2 separate regions of the Rattus norvegicus genome follow, and region 1 is linked to region 2. The links are chromatin contacts, called in public Hi-C maps. All regions are on one chromosome and are shown on one strand. Each heading gives the region's core, a stretch centred on a gene start, on an enhancer-like site or on the middle of the called end of the contact. The rest is flanking DNA. Distances are from core to core; before and after follow the strand shown.

The links. A called contact is a pair of places that touch in the nucleus more often than the background predicts.
Region 1: a contact with region 2 is called in a Hi-C map of the A7r5 cell line, with 4 times the contacts expected there. The contact joins two enhancer-like sites. A contact is called at or near these places in 6 of 12 Hi-C or Micro-C datasets (the A7r5 cell line, Schwann cells, frontal cortex and 3 more) and 1 of 1 datasets of contacts at active chromatin or transcription factors (oligodendrocytes).

Annotation. Positions count from the first base shown.
Region 1 is chr2:126,458,134-126,462,950 of GRCr8, forward strand. No RefSeq gene overlaps it. Among named protein-coding and RNA genes, the nearest start is that of Jade1, 11 kb to the right of the region's middle. Within about 2 kb of position 3,353, at least 7 of the 93 cell types and tissues checked have an H3K27ac peak or open chromatin away from gene starts, as enhancers often do. A contact at or near this core is called in the A7r5 cell line, where this site is marked.
Region 2 is chr2:126,114,426-126,119,034 of GRCr8, forward strand. No RefSeq gene overlaps it. Among named protein-coding and RNA genes, the nearest start is that of Pgrmc2, 100 kb to the left of the region's middle. Within about 2 kb of position 1,541, at least 11 of the 93 cell types and tissues checked have an H3K27ac peak or open chromatin away from gene starts, as enhancers often do. A contact at or near this core is called in the A7r5 cell line, where this site is marked.

The DNA of each region.
Region 1 (4,817 bases), core at 2,103-4,602, 350 kb after region 2:
AAACACACATGACAGGAAAAGTATGCTGGGGTGGTAATTTCGGTAATAATCTTTCGGTTGGCAATGGTAATAGTCTTTCGGTAATAAGAGTAATAACAGGTTTTTTTATTTTTTTATTTTTGGTGACTTCTCTAGCTTCTCTGGAGACACAGTCATAGCTTCTTTTGGTTCTTCTTTTTTTTTTTTTTCGGAGCTGGGGACCGAACCCAGGGCCTTGCGCTTCCCAGGCAAGCGCTCTACCACTGAGCTAAATCCCCAACCCCTCACAGTCATAGCTTCTCTAGGACACAGCTTCTATTATTTTGACTGAGAAGACAAGAATGAGGGCTGGTAAGATGGCTCACATGGTCAAAGTGCATGGAGCCGGGTCTACCTGGGTTTGATCCCTGGAACTCACATGGTGGAAAGAGAGAACCCACTCCCACAAGCTGTCCTCTGACCTTCACAGGCAAACCTGTCACACTCACTACCTGTCTCCCACACACAAGACAAAAGAAAAATAAATGTCAAAAGAAGGCTTTTTTAAAAGGAAAATTAAAATGAAAGCTCTAGTTCACTATGAGTTTTTATTGTTTGTTGGTTTCCCTCGTTATCGTCCATGTTTGCCAGGCTGGCCTCCTGCTTCAGCCTCTCAGATGATGGGGTTACAGGCATGCACCAGGACAATGAAACTGATCCTTTTTCTTACTCTAATTATTTGACTTCTTTGTGTGTCACTTTGATGATCTGAGTCAGAATGACAAGTAGAAACAAGTAGAAACTCGGTTGCTGTGGCCTTTCTGTTTTTAAGTGTGATTTTCAGAACAATGTTTTACTTTTGTCAGGTGAGAGACTTAAAAATTGTCTCCTTTTGAAAGCACGTATTTGTCATTCCAAACTAATGGGTGTCTTATGACATTTTTGTTCATGTAAATAGCATATTTTGATCATATCCACCCCTCACCCTCTTTTGTTCCAGCTCTCAGCTTCCCTGTGTGCTTAAATCATTCACCTTATACTTTTATGTTGTTGTTTTTTTTTTAAATCTAAAGGTTTAAAACTAAGGCAGGACAGAAAGATGGGGATTCTACAGAGACATGAGAAAGGAAGGAAGTTACTCACCCCCCAAATCTAGTTGAAGCCTCTAGCCAGATGAGACTAAGGATTCTAACACAAATAGTATTAGTTTCAGGTTTTTCTCTCTGAAAACCTGCGATTTTCTGGGTATCTCAACAGAAACCCCTTTAAGGTCAAAGGGCATGTCCTAGCTTGCTTGTGCAACCCTGGTGGCTCCTGGTTTTATCTTCCTAGATTATAATTCCACCCAGGGCACCTTAGGAGTCTCTCAGGAATCCAGGGAGAGAGTGCAGGGGCAGTCCCTTAGAAACCCACTGAACAGTCAAATGTCAAAGGCTTCCAAAGTCCTACAGATGACACAGGTGACTCTCCTTTGGGAAGCTTACACATTCTTTGTAAGTGCTGAGACATGTGTTAAAATGTCTTCACAAACTCTCCAACTGCTTCCTGATGGCTACTCCTACAATTCTTTTCTCTGGCAAAGACAAGCACCTACCCTTACTTTAGTGGAGGGACCCCAAAGACTGCTGGTGGCAGTTCTCAGCTATGCCTCCTGCTGTATGGCCACAGATAACTTGGGGTCTCCAATTTTATCCATTTTCTCACAAACAACATGGGTTTATTGTTTATGTCTATATGTTGTATAATATAGACCTCAGGTCTTTTTGTTTATTGTTTACTTTTCTCTTTCTTTCTTTCTTTCTTTCTTTCTTTCTCCCTTTCTTTCTTTCTTTCTCTCCTGTTTGTTTGTTTCTTTCTTTCTAGATAGGGTTTCTCTGTGTACCCTAATTGTCCTTGAATAAACAGTCTAATTGGAGCTTCACAAACACGGAGGAAAATGAAAGCCCAAAAATAAAGCTGAGCCCTAAGGAGACCTAGAGAAAGCAAGTTGGGAAGAATGACCAAGCGCTTCATCACTACACTATGCTGGGGTAAATTATACTGACTAAGAAAGACTGTAAAGGTAGAGGAAGGCCTAATCTCAGGTATGAGAGTTTGCAGAGGCTCTGAAGCAATGGAACTGAAGAAAAGTGAAAATACCTTAAACAGGGGAAGCGTCTGGGCGAAGGATGAGCAAGATGAAGCAAGAGAAACACAAAGCCCCCACAGACTTTGTCAGGGTCTTTGGACTCTGCATTTAAGGTCACCAGTATAAGGAAAGCTGGTGTGGTGTTAGAACACCTGTCGTGTTGTCCCTTCCAGGCCAACCCTCCCCAGGTATGTAGTAAGGCTGTGTCTGAAAACAAACAACAACAACAACAACAGAAACAAACCATAAACGTAATCAGGCAAAGCAAATGCCAGTGGTTTTCTATGTAATGACCATTTATGATGATGATGAGACCCAGTGGATTTTGCTCTGGAAAGAGCAAGGCAGCTAGGGTGACTGCAATAGGGACAGAGGGAGGAAGCTCAGCTCGAATGTGACTTAATGGTAAGTCCAGCTCTGGTGTAGAGGAAGAGGTTCTGGAAAAACAGGCATCGGTGTTGACATGTTGGCCCATGTGTTTGACAGTGTCAAGGATGGAGGCTTTTTTTTTTATGTATTTGTTTTTATGCGTATGGCTGTCTGCCTGCATGTATGCACCATATGCACAGAGTGCCCGTAGAGGGTAGAGGGCATTGGATCCCAGAAACTGGAGTTATAGACAGTTGTGAGCCATCATCTGCGTACTAGGAACAGAACCCAGGGACAGCAAGTCTTCTTCACCACTGAGCCGTCTCTCCAGCCCAAGGGATAGAGGTTTTGTTTTGTTTGGATTTTGAGACAGGGTTTCAACTGTGTAGCCCTGTCCAGTCTGGAACTCTTTGTAGATCCAGCTGGCCTCCAAGTTACACTGACTTAACTTTGCCTCCTAAATGCCGGGATTAAAGGTGTGTGTCCCCAGGCTGGCCAGGTAGGACGGAGTTCTTTTCGAGAGGCCTCTACTGAAGCATAACTTCATCCTCAGTCAAGCCACGAGGACAAACCAATCTAAAGCAGTGTTAGAATTTATTAAAAATGGAGAGTAAGGCACACTGGAGAGCTAAGTATGGAGTCCCCTTTGAGAGACTCACACCCCTGATTATAGGGTGATTACGGGTAGGTTTGGGTTTTCTGAATTTCATTGTTGAGCAGGTTTTTAAGGCGACTTTTCCCTTCTCTTTACTTCCTTTATCCATACTTGAGATGATAGAGTGGCTCCAGCAGGGTCTGGGCTAGGATTGCAGTCAGATAAGAGAAAACCAGAACCATGACCAAAAGTCAGGGTTGCACAAAAGGATGAGGACATGTCGTCTCTAACTGTAGGCGGAGCTTCTGCTAAGAGTCCTGGAAGCTGCAGTTTCATGGCTGGACTGGAGAGCAGCCTTCAGCAAATGCTGCTCATTGTGTTGGAATCCTCCTGAATTCCAGCTGGCCTGAGCGATGTAGGCAAATCCGGGTCTTTTGTCGTTCTTTGTCTTACTGATAAAAAGAATTTAAGAATGGACTCAAACAGAAGCTCAGGGATCATTTTATTAGTGTTTAAAAGAAAAACCCCAGGACAGGCAAGCCGTAAACTTCAGCAGCTGCCCGGAGAAGGATGGAGGAGAGGGAGAAGAGAGGGCAAAAAGCTGTGTCACTAAAGCTGTCATGGAGGCCAGACACATGGCCGGTGAGCAGCCCCATGGCAGGAAGGCAAGTTTTAGAGAGTCGGGAACTCTAAATGTGGCGGGTGGGAAGCCCGGAATGTTAAAGAAAGTATGCTAGGAGATAGAAGTAAAGTTATGCTTTTCTGAATAATTTGAATAATTCAGAACACTGGTCAGAGATGACCCTTATGTGTGGTAAATAAGCTTTTGCACTAAAATAGGGGCTGCTGATAAGGAAAGTGTAAGTATCTTATTAAAGGGCTAATTACTCCATTTCTCTCTCTCTGTGGCTTAAGGTGAGCTGCCTTGTAGGGTGGTCCTCAGAACCAGCCCAACTGCAGTTCTATTCCCCCGTTCTGGAGTTTCTCTGCTCGATTCCAAGGGAAAGAGTTCTTTTCCTCCTCTCTCCCCCGTGTTCCCATGTCCTTTTATCCTGCCTCAAATCTTCAGATTGGAGTATCACCAACTGAGAGGGAGAAGAGAGAGTCATGAAGTGGGAGAAAGATTAATCCTGTTTAGGGGAGGCTGAGCTTGGAGGTGGTGTTTAAGAAACTGCTGAAGATACAAAATGGATGTAGTGTTGCAGCCTTTAATCTGGGTGCTCAGGAGGCAGGGCAGGCAGATGTCTGTGAGTTCAAGGCCAGTCTGGCCTACATAGTGAGTTCTAGAAAAAGAGCTACAATATAGACCTTTAAAAAAAACTTAAAAGATTAAAAAAAACAAATAAGGTATGAATTGAAGGTTACATATGATCCTGGGAGATCTCACTGAAAACAGGAAATGACTTAGGTGAATCCTAAAGGAAACTAACGTTTATGAGGATCAGAAAGAGAATAGGCTCAAACTTGGTCTGGGACAGAGTGTTTTTTGTGTGATGTAATTTACAACTCCTTCTGGGAAGCGATTAGCATTCTTGGTAAAGTGTGTGAACAGTTTTCTGACAGTGTTTAATAAGACCGAGATCTCCTTCTGGGAAGCAAGGGTTACCTGCTTGGCTGACTGACTAGCTTAATAATCTTCAGCCAGATGTTATTTCCAGATGTTTTCTTTCCTTATCTTTCTTGTGTCCATTATAAACCTCATCAGCCAAACTCTTTTTTTCTTACAAAATATCTCAACTAAAATTACTCCTTCTTTTAGATTCTTTC
Region 2 (4,609 bases), core at 291-2,790:
ACTCACTCCCTTTCTGCTTCCTCTCGATCCACACTGCAGCCCTCACAGCCTCTGAGAGAACTGCTGTTGAGTGATTTTATCAGCCCCCTCACACAGGTGCCTGTACCGAGTGGATTCTTTCATGGTTTCTTGGGTCAAGATGTGCCGGAAATGCTAAATATACCACGAGGGGATTTGCCTGGGCTTCTTGTGTCCACGCTTCCAGCCAACATTCCCGGATTCCCGTGGATCACGCTCCAACCCAGGCCAGAATACAAATCATGCTGCCATGTTCTTCAAGAGGTGTCAGCATTCATGAAAACTGAATATGAGTGAGCTTCTCTTATTTTTATAATTTCATTTAAATAATATAGTTTATTATCATAAATTTACATGTTATTCTATTGCAAATTAAGCCATACCAGGCTTAGCTCCAAGCACAAAGTTTACCCCTTATGAATATTATTTTCACAGAGGCTCTTAGGAAGGACATAGATTATATTTAAATATTTTAAGAACTAGTTTATTTTCAGAGGCTTCAGAGACGTCGGGAGTGTGATTATTTGTCCTGCTCCCAAGATCCTACAAAAAATAAAAAAATAAAAAAGCGGGCACAGCTGGGCTGGTTGGGATAGTGTAGCTCGTTTGCTTCACAGACATATGTGTGCTGAGTGTTTCTCCGCTGCGTCTTCCGTGTGCTAGAGTTACAGGAACTTAGCAAAGCCTGGATGTAGAACCTGTCACGTGATAGCACAGACGAGAATGGTGACAACTGTTCAGACACATGACCCCCAAACCAAAAGACCCAAGGAAGAATGAAATTGACTTGACACTTCAAGCAGAGCAGAATCCTCTCCGCTCCTGGCTACTCTGAGAGCAATTGCTTTGGCCACCAACCTGGAGCCACCTTCCCCCATATGCAGAACTGGGGCTCTTGCAGTTGCCACTACTCAGAGGGCCACCAGAGGGCGCTTTCCTCCTTTCGGGTTCTGCCTTACTAAACACGACTCCTTTTGATGGCTAGCACTGAGTTTCTCAGGAGCTGGGGGATTCAGAGGATGCAGCTGCGGCAGACAGCTTGGGTTCTGGGCAAGGGGAAATGTCAGTAAATTTACGTGTGTTTCTGTGTATATTTCTTCACTTCTGTCTCCTCTGGTGAACTGCGCGCTTAAGTACCAGATCTTGTCTGTGTATATCCCTGTCATCTGTGGCTAGCTTGGAGTCTGATATTTAAGAGGTCTTAATAAATACTACGGAGTGTGAAGAACTGATCTTGACTCAGGTTTTAGTTTTCTGCCTCTGAGGTCAGCCTGACCTGGGATCCTTATTCAAGAGGTCTGGCATGGGGGTGCAAACGCATCCTTGGAAGGCTCTGTGCTCCTAGCTAGCTGTTCCTGCCCCACGGGTGGGCCTCCTTGGCTTGGTGCCCTAGCTATGGGCTGCTGACTATGAGAAACGAATCCCTGATCCTTGGGTTTGCCACTTAGTCCCTTTAGTGTGACCTAGTCTGCCCTCCCACCCTGCCTTTCCATTCCTCTTCCCATGAGCACACTTTCCTGCCAGAGATGACATCACCTGCCAGTTGTGGGAGACCAGCTGGGAAGACCAGGGGCTCTTGGCACCACCCACAGGGGCAGCTGTTTCTGCAGGCTGGAACTTACCAGCTCCTGTTCTGCTTTAACCAACACTGAGACTACATGGGTGCTAGAACAGAGGGCACCCCAAAGTTAAGGGGGTATTTTCTCTTATAACAAAGGCTTATAATTTTGTTCCCTCAGAGTCCCATTGTCCAAGGTTTTGAAGGGGAAATGTGTATATATACAAAGGCCGAGGAGAGTAACTGTGGATGGGGGTGGGGAAGATTCCTCACATTATGTGTGTTGGCACTGCATGAGAAATGCAGAGAGTTTCAGCCTCCTGGGTCAGGTGGTGCTGCATAAATCCCAGTGTGAGCCTCACTGATGTGTATGGGCAAGCCAGCTAACACTCTGAACCTCAAACACCTCATTGATCAAACTGGACAGTAATATCCCTGTACAGGTTATAAGCAGACCTGCTGTCAATGTCAGTCACTCTAAGTCATAGCACGTGAGGCTTGCTCTTGGAACTGTTATAGAATGCTGCTTTCGTTATTCCTGTGTCCTCTCTTCATTTGCCCATCGTACCGGAAAGCAGTCATTTTTCTCTCCTGCACTTTCACCTCATGGACCTGGTGATTTACACAAGTGACTGTTTTCTCTTCTTTAAAGCAGCTGCTAGGAAGCCCAGAGCCAAACGTGTGGTCCGTCAGCATCGACTGTGCACGTCACTGGAAGATGTTTTTGACCACATGTGCGACTCTGTTTACATGCCTGCCATTTCAGAAACCGCCTCTCGTTTTCCATGATGCTACTGTGTGTTATTATTCTACAGATCTTAATCTTTCTGAAGTGAGACAGAGTGAGATAAAAATGCGTTTGTTACTAAGTATGTGAACACCCAGATTTAAAGCATTTTTTCACTATGTCTGGGGAATAGTAAGCTCATAACATGCGAGTTAGTTTTATGGAGTCCTTGTAAATGAGTGTAATTACCCTCTGCGAATCTGAGTTGGCTCTTGTGGATTATATTAGAAGGGTGTGGTAAAGTGGTTCACATCAATAGACAGGTTTCCCAAGCTGGAAAGGTGTCATTGCCTTAGCTAGTGGTAGGTATAATTCTAAACACACTGACAGCTCGAATTGTCCAATCACTGCAGAGAATGCCTTGTAGACGAGCCCAGCCTAGAACAAAAATAACCCCAAAGTTATTTCAACCTATATGAGTTTCTCAAAGTGCATTAAAGGGGGATTTATTCTTTGCCAGTCATACATCATAAAATGATGTTTCTTCCCTTTCACTCACCATTTCCCAACTCTTTTGCTGCCAACCAGACTCATCCCCCACCCCCATTCCCTGCTTAGTGAGGTAGGCCACCAGGCTCTGTGATTAGACTCTGTCTGCTTTCTCACGCCTCCCTGGGTTTCTTTCTCACTCCCATCCACTGATTCCATGTCAGACAAGATTTATGAAGTGAGCTGACAAAGACAATTCCTCTTCGGAGGGGCTGCAGGACCTTCATGTGTTAATAAATCTCCGTCTTCTAGGAAATGAGAGCTGATTAATATGAGGTGGAAGAGAATCTGGGGCATAGCGTTACCTCCAAGCATGTTCAGTCTGTGGGATCTGGAGGAAGCCATCAAAGCAAAGGTTACAGAACTTCACTCTTGCCCTTCTCTCCCGCCGTCCTCTCCAGCTTCCTTCGCTCTAAGATGGGGACTTCACCATGTCTGTCATCTGGAAGTAGAGACACAATGCCCCTGTATTAGATGAGGCTGGAGGTATTGGGGCCAAATCAGGGGACCAGGGGTGTCAACAAAAGATCCATTTGGTTTCAAAATGCAGCGAAGTGACATTCCACAGCCTCAGCTGTGTGCTCACCTGGCCGGGGTGTCTGTCCTTCAGCTTTCCTGCAAACCTGGGGGAGGCCAAGGTCATTTCTTAGCCAGGCAACACTGGGAGAGAGTGACAGGGAAGGTAGCCCTCCTCTGCCAGCCAGCCTTCAGAGGACAGAGAAACTGGCATCAGCCTATCAGCAGAGACCTTTCCAGGACTGGAGGCTTAAGACAGGCAGCTTCACAGAGGGATTCTATAACGTTGTGAACTCTGTAGGCTTAGTAGTTTGTGTGTGTAAAACCTTACAGACCAGACAGGAAAGTTACAACTGCTCCACTTGGTGAGTTTGCTGGTAAGTGGTAGACCAGGCTGGCCCCAGACTCACAGAGAACCTCCAGCCCCTGCCTGCCCAATGCTGGGTTTACAGGTTGTACCACAGCTGCAGGATGGAGAGCCCTTCTTTACAGACCTCCTTATCTGGTTCTTAGGCCATAGTTTGAAACTAGAAGCTCAGAATGTTTGCATGTTTCCATTTTAATATTGACTATAGCTTTCTGTGGCACATGTCCTGACAAATGGAATCTCTTCATTTCACTGAGTAGTTTAAGAAGATAAAAACCTCAAAAGCAAAAATAAATTGGGAAATACAAAGATCCATTTGGTTTCTAAGGATGGCGTGGGAATGGCCACGTTGGCTGTCTCTGCTCTGGTGGAGTGAGGAGGATGGAGAAGACCCAGATGTGTTATACGCAGTTTCCTAACGGCAACAGAGGCATTCATTTATCAGCTAGTTATTTTCTTGCTCCAAGAAATCCAGTAAATAGTATGTCAGGTTACTGGAAAGCCATGACTATACATGTCATATCAATGTTGGCGGCCCCAGTTAATCTGCAGTATAAACATCACATTTGAAGAGGACCGGATACAAGGATAAACTGGATCGGGAGAAGGACACACAAGTATTGGCCTAGAACAAGAGCTAACATGGCCATTGAACTTAGAGGTTCACCCTCATCAGACTTTAATTCTTTTCTTTGGTGAATACTCATGGAATGTAACTGTGTGAATTGTGCTAAGTACCAAGGACATTGCGATGTTAAGATGTTGGTCTCTGTCCCAAGGAACACATGTGCAAAAAGGACAACAGAGCACATTGTATTCAATGTTATGACTGGAATATAAACAGATGCTGTGGGGACCCAGAAGAGGGTGTGAC